Linked DNA regions of Gossypium hirsutum: region 1 is linked to region 2. A link is a contact called in public Hi-C data. All regions are on one chromosome and are shown on one strand. Each heading gives the region's core, a stretch centred on a gene start, on an enhancer-like site or on the middle of the called end of the contact. The rest is flanking DNA. Distances are from core to core; before and after follow the strand shown. Region 1 holds the start of LOC107915728 (proteinaceous RNase P 1, chloroplastic/mitochondrial). Region 2 has its middle 7.6 kb from the start of LOC107915731.

Region 1 (4,781 bases), core at 667-3,166, 130 kb before region 2:
GATTAACCAAGGGGTTGGACCTAATAACACTTTTGCACAACCTAGATCAACCCAACCACCTGTATTTACCTAACAAGTTCAGAAACCAACTTAAGTTAAACCTTCCAATAGCATAGAGAACTTATTGAAGGTATACATGGCAAAGAATGACACAACTTTAAGGAATTTGAAGAATCAAATGAGTCAACTTGCTACTGAACTTAAGAACCGACCACAAAGTGATTTGCCTAATGATATTGGCCTCTCCTATTTAAACCAACCATTGATTCTCGCCAAGAGCATCAAATTTAGAGCCTTCACCTACACCACCTTGATTTTCACTTGATTTATCCCCATACTTCTCCCTTTCTGCTGTTTCTAGCGTTCGACTATCATCTACAACTCGTAATCTTTTTCTTTTACCATTTGTTACAAATCTCGAGGAACTTGTTTTTCCAACACTGGCGCATTAACAGAAGGCTATTCCATCGACGATAGGGCTGAAAGGCCGTTTCTTCAGGCATAAGTCGATCCTGTGACCATAAAGCCCACATCTGAAACATATGTTCGGTAAAGATTCGTACTCTACCCTCTGTATACGTCCATTAATTCTAACTTTAAAAGCCAAGGGTTTTCAAAGGTTTACACAAATGACCATTCTTGCGAATTTTCCCATTTTTGCACTATCATTATTCTCATCAATTCTGACTATTGATCCAATGGCCTGCCCAATAACTTTAAGGAGAAAACTCGAATAGTAGGTTTTTGAAACACCAGACAAACAAACCCACACAACTTGGATGCCCACCTCAACCTGTGTCGTCGAGAAATCTGGTGACCAATGCCTCACTGTCAAGTACTGCCCAAAAATCACCCATGGCCTATTAGTCAACACCTTGTTATAGTCTTCTTCATCATTAAAGCGAGCTAGGTAGTAATCGTTTTCAAAATCTATGAGTTGGAATGAGCACTTGGTTCTCCATAACATCGTGACCCTATTCAACAGGGCATTGAAAGCAATCTTTCTTCCCTAGAGTTTAATAATGATCGTTTTGGCCATCTTTCTCTCAATGAAATCTTATATCTTGTTAGAGAACATAACCAATAGGATCCCATCGACCAACTTAGTTCGTACACCCCCTTCTTGAATCTCAAAATCCTCTAACATCTGCAATGAATCATTTGAGTTCGACAATCCCATCAGTATATTCTTATAAGTTGCCTTCGGCACAGCAACCTCCAACACCTTCTTTCCATCCCCATCCACAGTCGGGTCATTAGTGTCAGCCGACAATTCTGGTTGTCGTCTAACTTTTTCAGTGATTCAACCAACGCCTAAGTTTGAGACATCAATAATGGCCCCAACCACAAAATCCGTTACGGTCAACGCTTCGCTCATCAAAAGATAATAACCTAAACCTCGATTTTCTAACAATCTTTGTTTATTATAATAATATTTAAATTGTTAAATAAGTTGACATATTTTAACTATGTTCACCAATTTGAATAACAATTATTACTTTACTCTAAATACAATAATTAAAAATATTTATTTAAAAACTAATGGACCAATATCACATTTTTTTCATTTTAAATATATATTTTATTATTTATAAGATTTATCACATATATAAATAAGTGTTTTAATTTTACTAAAATAATTAAATAAAAATTTACTAGAATTTTGATTCTATTAAAAAACTTTTATTAAATAAATTTATAAATAAAGTAATTGGCAATCTACATTAAACACATAAGAATAATCCCTATCTAAACCTACATAAGACATAAAAATACAGGAACATCTATATTGTTATTTTCTCAGTAATGTCGATAAATGAAATTTTTAATAAAAGTAGATTTTAATAATTTATTAATTTTTAATAAAAGAGGTACTTTTTAATGGAATTGTATAAATCAAATTATATTTTATCTTGTCTAAAGCTAGGCAACAATTATTTTTCTGTGACAATGGCCGGATAATGGGCTTGTAAAAGCTTATCCTAGCTTGCTTCTTTCTTCTTCTTCTTCCCTCTAAATTCACCCTCTAGACGCCTCTCTCCACCCGAGAATCCTAACTTCCTCCGGCCGCCACCTTCAGCCACCTACCGCCGATTGTAGCCAGCGTATTTGTCTTCATCACCTTATCCCTCTCAAATTCCTAGAGTTTCGCTTTTTCTTGCCCTGTAAATATACTACTTCTGGCACGCTTGGTGCCAGCCCGACCATTTTTTTTCTCCTTTTCAATTATTTCATCGAACAGTTTACAGGCATCCATGTAGACCACCAAAACGCAATGGTGTTCGCGCTATAATAGTTTTTTGTGTCATTCACTTCGTTCCTCCTTCTATAAATTTGTCATTTTTGAAAACAAAAAGTGATGTTAAAGGTAAACCCTTTTGGCCCTTCACTCTCAATGTTTAATAAAATCCCATTTTCTTTACTTTATCGGCGTGGTTTCCGGCGCGCTTTTCGCATCTTTGAGGCTGGCCATTGTAATTCATTTGCCAAACCTGTTAGTATTGCGAACGTTAATGTAAATTTCTTTGCTGTTGATAAAACAAGAAACTTATCTGCGGTTGCTACTGCTAAGAAATCAGGCTTGAATGCGTCTAGTAGTAGTAGTAGAACTAATGAAATGACCAACAAAGCAAAGAAGAAAGCACGAATGGAATCACCTGAGTTTCTGCTTAAAATTAAGCTTGATATGTGCTCGAAGCACGGCAAACTTGAGGAAGCGCTTCGTTTGTATGATGAAAGCATCAGTAACGGGGTTAGTCTGAATCTGCACCATTACAATATGTTGCTTTATTTGTGTGCTCGTGAAGCGAGTGGAGATGGGAGTCAGTTGAATGAGTTGAAGGAATTAGGACTGAAGAGGGGTTTTGAGATTTTTCAGAAAATGGTTGGAGATGAAGTTTCTCCCAATGAGACTACTTTTACAAGCATGGCAAGGTTGGCAGTAGCAAGGGAAGACCCGGATATGGCTTTTGAATTGGTGAAGCAGATGAAGAGTCTTGGAATCCCGCCGAGACTAAGGTCATACGGGCCGGCTTTGCTTGGATTCTGCGAGAAAGGGAATGCAGAGAAAGCATATGAAGTGGATGCTTATATGTTTGAATCAGGGGTGACGCCTGAGGAGCCTGAGCTCTCAGCTCTTCTGAAAGTTAGCATCAATACGAAGAAGGCCGACAAGGTGTATGAGATGTTGCAAAGATTGCGAGCCTCAGTGAGGCAAGTCTCGGAATCAACCCTTCAAGTTGTTGAGGATTGGTTTAAATCAAAGGATGCTGCAAGTGTTGGGGCTGAAAAATGGGATGTGAAGCAGATAAAGGAAGCAGTTATAGGAGGAGGAGGAGGGTGGCATGGGCTAGGGTGGCTTGGAAGTGGGAGATGGAGGGTGGTGAGGACTGAAATGACTGAGAATGGTGTGTGTCGTTCCTGTGGTGAGAAGCTTGTTTGTATTGATATTGATCCAAAAGAGACGGAGAATTTTGCTGCTAAATTAACTGAGTTGGCATGCAGTAAAGAGGTTAGAGCTGATTTTGTTCAGTTCCAGGTAAGTCTTTAAACTCTATTGTTTTCTAGTTTCTGATATAACAACTTTGAGAAATTGGGAGTTTCTGTTGCTAGTTGTTGTAAGTATTGCAAATGCATTGTTGTCTTATCCTGTGATGCCATTTAAACTTTTAAGTTTTGGCATTTAAAATCTACTGGATAGGGATGTGCATTTTTGTTAATTTTAAACACTGTTGGAGAGAAGAACAAGTTCATGCCATAACCTTTGGGTGTGTTCTTTTGATTTGTGCGCGCGTGTGTGTGTTTGTGTATGTAAGTATGTATGCATGTATGTATGTAACGAAGGGACTTTTAGGTTATTTATACTGGTTAGTCTGTTAATTTAATTAGTAACAGGGATTATAGGCTATAGAAGCTTATGTTACTTCAGTTTCAGTTGTGTTATGTAAATGATGAATGATGAACTTAATTAAGAGATTTTATTATAGGGATTTTATCCTTGATTCTCTCCTTTTGCCCCTTGTTCTCATCCAATTCCCAGCCTGTCTTTTTGTCTCCCATCCCTTGTTTCTCTTGCTTACCCTTCTCCAATACTAAGTCACTTTTCCTCTGTGGTAGCTGATTGAGTGCTTTATATATTACACTTTTTCATGAATGTAAAGCTGTAATTTTCTGTTCTGTACTGGAAAAACCAGAATTGTTTCAAAATTTGGCATGCCAGTTTTGTAATGTTGTGAACAAATCTAATAACATTTAGAGGTGATCGCGTTTCATTTTTAGTCCTCAGCTTGCTACATATAGCATAACTTATTAGTGAGTTTCCTCTGGTTTTCTGATGCGACTTACCTTTTTCTGATGCCATTGCATACTTCTGTATGCTTTTGGCAAGTGATTCATATTTACATCAAGTGGTTCTCAATGATAACATAACTGATTAGAAAGTGCACTGATCCAGGAGTGGTTGCAGCAGCATGGACCATTTGATGCAGTTGTAGATGGTGCAAATGTGGCTCTCATCAACTCAGAAGCTTTCAATTTGAACCAGGTAAGGGGGGCTATTGCAAGAAGATGTGATTTATGTTAAGCAAGACAGATCATGGATTTAGGTCATCTGTCTCAAATATTTGGCCAGGCCTCTGCCCCAAAAACGAAATATTTCCATGTCATCATCCCCATTTCTTTGTTGAAGTATTTGTGTATTTTATCTTAAATCAAGTCAAGTCAAGTCAAATTAAATGAAATAAATTGTTTTACATTAAGTCATAGATAATTATCAATCAGGA
Region 2 (4,578 bases), core at 791-3,290:
TTTTTTTATGTGTTCTAAATTACATATTTAAAATAACATAATATAAAGTATTAAAAACTTAAAAATGGGCTAGGCCGAGCTAGGCTTGAGTCTTGAATGTTTAAGCACGAGCTCGACCCATATTTTACATGGGCCTTTTTTTGCCCAAATCTATTTTTCGAGCCTAATATTTTTACCCAAACCTAAATAGATTTTGGTTAGTCTTTTGCAAATATGGGCGGATTTGGATAAGATTTTAGGCTCATATTTCGGATTGGGTCGAGCTTGGATAAATATAAAATATATTAATATCATGATTAGGCCCAACCCGAATTTAATCTATCCGATCCATGAATACGTTTAATACATAATAAATATATAATTATATTGATAAATTAGATGATTATCCAAAAAATCATGGAGTTGAGATATTTTTTTATGATATCATTTTAATAATGATAACTCATATATATGATTTTGGTACAAAAGCCAATCTTTCTACAAAATTTCAATGTATTTAATAACTCATTGTAAGGGCCTAATTTCTCTCGGGCTCAATTTACAAATAAGCAAAAAAATAAATTACAGACCAAAACAAAAAAACATTCAAGCCCAAATAAAAAAGAGGCCCACTGGCCCAAAACACTTAAACGTTTTCATTTTGATTAAATATGACAATTGAATTATTCATGAAATATATCTAGTAGATCCGTATAGGCGATCATATAAAGAGGGTGATTTTAGATGGAAGAAATTTGATGAATTCCTTCTAAAAGTTCATATCAAAATAGTACTAGTTGATGAGAGTTACTTCGGAAACAAAAAAATAAAGTCGAATTGTTTTGGTTATTCTCTCAATTTGAATAAAATGCAACTGGAACTAATATGTATGAGTTGGCAATCAAAATCCATATAAATAGAATTTATAGTGAAAACTCGAAAAACAAACTTCTCTTACTCGAAATAAAACCAAACTAGTTTGCTTAAAAGTAGTGAACATTGATTCCATACTTGCCTTTTTTTACCAAAGTCACATTAGTTGTAGATTCGGACCCACATTTTCTTAGCAAGTAGTCGGCAGCCCTTTTCATAACCACATATTCCTTTCATTTAGGCCCAGCTCAACAATTTTGTGAATTTCAGAAGCAACAATGAAAGGATTCACATGCTTATCATTTGAAATTTCCCATTTTTAGATAATTACATATATGGTCTAATAACATGTATTGAAGCCATGATAAAACACAATTATAATCATAACATAAAAGTGGTTAATTGGAGACTATATTTTCTTGTCAAATCTCCATTCCCTAATGAAGAGTATATAATCGGTGGGTGTATATTGAAGCCTTCATCCATGCATTAAAAAACAAATGGAATAAAAGCTTTGACTTCCTTGGGGAAATCTTCAAACTTAGACACGTACCATTTCCTAGTGACATAACTCCTACACATCAAGTACAATGCAGAGCCTAGAGTGACTGAAAATGAGTACAATGTTTGAGAAATTAAACTAATTCCCAAAAACTCTAAAATCTCAAACAGATAGTGAGGGCAAATCACCAACTCAAACAAACCACCTTTGGGGATCTTGTACTCTTTCTCACCCTTTGTTCTTAGCTTGGACAGAAGGTAATGGTGGTAGAAATTGCCACTAATTCCTATTAAAAACAACACAATTCCAAGGTACTTCAAATCAATGGACGGCTCTGAGAGTCCTTGATTGAAAGTTTGTGTGTAAATCAGGCTTAAACTGACAAAGAAATAGCTGACAAGTATAATTATTATTGTGTCTAGAGACATCTCTCCACTGTATTTATGAATGAAAATCACCTGCAATGTTTAATCAATAAATTTACTTTATGAACATTCATCGTAAGATAAAAAAAAATTGTATCCGCAAAAGAGAAAAAAGAGTAAAGATACCTCAAAAAGTCTCTTAAAGAAATGGATGGTAACGGCAGATTTGAGGAAAAGAAAGCTAGAGTCATCAGCTGGGTAAAGCCAAAAGGAAGCAACACCGACAAGGAAAGCTGGTGTGTAGAGCAATAACATGCCAACTCTACTGGGAAGAAAGAAGCTGCTACCGAATTTAATGTGTTAAATTCATCTTTGATTGATCCATGCATGAACGGTAATTAAAAGGATTGAGCTGCTGTTTTCTTTCTTCCAAGCGACCATTCGGCCAAGGAACAGCAGCCCCATGAATTTTCCAAGTTTGGCTGATCCATTTCCCAAAACAGCATCATACCGTTCACATTTGGTGTTCACACCAAAGACCATTCAGCTGAACGTGTCCACACCTAGAAGACTCTTCAAGGATGACTTTTCACACTCATTTGGCTGTTCAAAGAACACCTTTAATGCTCATCTCCATTCAGCCAAAAGATGCCAATTTAAGGAGTCATTCAAGACTGTGGCCGAATCTAGACATGACTATTGGTCTCCTGATGCATTCATCTTTTTAAGTACATTTATTTAAGTTTTTAAGCTGTCCAATTCAAGCTCCTAATTAGCTGAATTTGTTAGCCTAATTAAATAGATTCATTTGCTTAGTTCTTAAGGATGCAAGTGGCTGTTCGGCTAGCTTAGTTTTTAGCTATAAATAGTTTGCTTTGTAATTGTTTTGGGGTTTAGACAATATACTTTTGAAACTTATATGAAATCTGATTACTTTGTGAGTTTGTTTTCAACTCTCATTGTTCTCCAAAGACTCATCTGACTTATCAAGTAACCCTTGTGGAGTCAACCCGTCTTTCTACCCGAACTTATCACTTTAATCCCAAAAGTGTGGCGTTCGATTCATATACTGAGGTTCCTATCATCTTTGATAGCGGGTCGAAGTTTCTATCCACTTTACAAACCTTCCATCAACACCTTACCAACCTAAGCATTCTCATAAGTTACGGGTTAACACACTACCATTGTGTTAGTTCGGCTTTTGAATCCTTAGCCAAATTGCATCCATTGACTTTTGTTTCATGTCCTAAACCAACAAAACTCTTTTGAGCCTAAATAATCCTTTTCTTCTAACCTATCTTCGACAAATATCAACATTACTCCAATTTACGATCGGGCACATCAACGACTCGAATTAATCAACGAGGCCGAGGCGTATCATTTGGTATCAGAGCTAGCTGAATCAGAGTAAGAATCGTCGTCTTCGGTATTACGGTATTGTAAAAAAATCGAAAAAAAATTCAAAAAAAAAGTTTGTATTCAATTCATTTTTCCTTGTTGTATTCAGTATTGAAAAACAAAAAAAAGAGAAAAAAAATTCGAAATTATTAAAAAAAAACAAGTGTGACAAAATTCATTATTGTCGAATTGTGAAGGTGAAGTTGTTGCCGTAGTATTCAAATTATTTCTAGTCACACTTAACCATTTCTATTTTGTTTGATAGCCTACCATTTCCGACATCATTACCCACCAAGCCAAATCAATTTTGTAAGCCGACGCTAAACGGTATTGATTCGTCGACCTAGTTTGCGGAGAACTTCGAGAGGCGAAAATTGAGTGGAAAAAGGCACGAGTGAATTACATCAAAAGAAAAAGGCAAAAATTGAGTGTAAACACGAGTGCGAGTGAAAATCATTATTTCCTTTTCGAGAGAATTGGTGAGGATTTTGTGGTGAGGTATCTAATTTTCTGTTATTATTTTTTTAACATTTCTTCTTTTAGTGTATAATCATGTCTCAAGAAGAATTTTCCGAAATAGATTTCCAATATTTGATGCAAGATATGCGTAGAATGGTGAAATCAAAATTTGATAAGTTGCATGATAGATTGGATCGAGTGGAGGAAAGAGTCCGACGGAAGCCAAATTCACCGGGTCAAGAGACGAAGACAAGATCATCACGACGATACTACTCGACAAGAGACTCTTATCAAGACTCCTATTCAACAAAGCGTTCGAGACCAAGAGAAGCAAACTCCGAGTATGAGTCCTTCCGAGATGATAAACGAAAAGGTAGACATGTCTCTACAAGTGCATCAATTTTTTTATCTACGGAGGATTATTTACAAAGAGGCAAACGTGTTACAAGAGTGTCAATGTACTCGGCTACGGGAGATCTATCACAAAGAGATGATTGTCATTTGTATGAAGAACCCTTTTCTTATTCTCAACAAAAGGCTTCTTATTTTGATGATTTCTACTTTTGTAATGAAATCGAAATAGCATGTGAAAAAGAAAAAGAAAAAGAGTGCGAGTGAGAAAATGAAAAAGAAAAAGAAATGAAAGAAAAAGAAGATGAGTGTGAGATAGAAAAGAAAATTGAAAATGAGATTGAGAATAAAAACGAGTGTGAAAAAGAAAAGAAAACTGAAAAAGAGAGTGAGATTGAAGAAAGAAACGAGAGTGCAAAAGAAATGAGTGATATGGTAAAAGAAAGAGGATTTGAAAATGAGTTGGAAAAAGAAATAAGCGAAAAGGATGAAAGTGAACAAGCAATGAGTGTTTTTACTAACCATCCTATGAGTTTTCCTTGTATTGTTTCTACTTTTTAGGTTTCTCGAAATCTCATTGATCAATTTCAACTTCAATACTTTTCTGAGGAGAGACGATTTCGATTAGTCGAGAAAGGTAAGATCGTAGAT

What was found. A called contact is a pair of places that touch in the nucleus more often than the background predicts.
Region 1: a contact with region 2 is called in a Hi-C map of petal, with 4 times the contacts expected there. The contact joins the promoter of LOC107915728 here to the enhancer-like site in region 2. A contact is called at or near these places in 17 of 34 Hi-C or Micro-C datasets (anther, callus, hypocotyl and 3 more).

Annotation. Positions count from the first base shown.
Region 1 is chrD10:58,723,583-58,728,363 of Gossypium_hirsutum_v2.1, reverse strand. LOC107915728 (proteinaceous RNase P 1, chloroplastic/mitochondrial) reads left to right here and starts at 1,916. Exons shown (of 6, transcript XM_016844864.2): 1 at 1,916-3,538; 2 at 4,454-4,543. The coding sequence starts at 2,360.
Region 2 is chrD10:58,592,398-58,596,975 of Gossypium_hirsutum_v2.1, reverse strand. It overlaps the pseudogene LOC107915732. Among protein-coding and RNA genes, the nearest start is that of LOC107915731, 7.6 kb to the left of the region's middle. Within about 2 kb of position 2,040, at least 2 of the 9 cell types and tissues checked have an H3K27ac peak or open chromatin away from gene starts, as enhancers often do.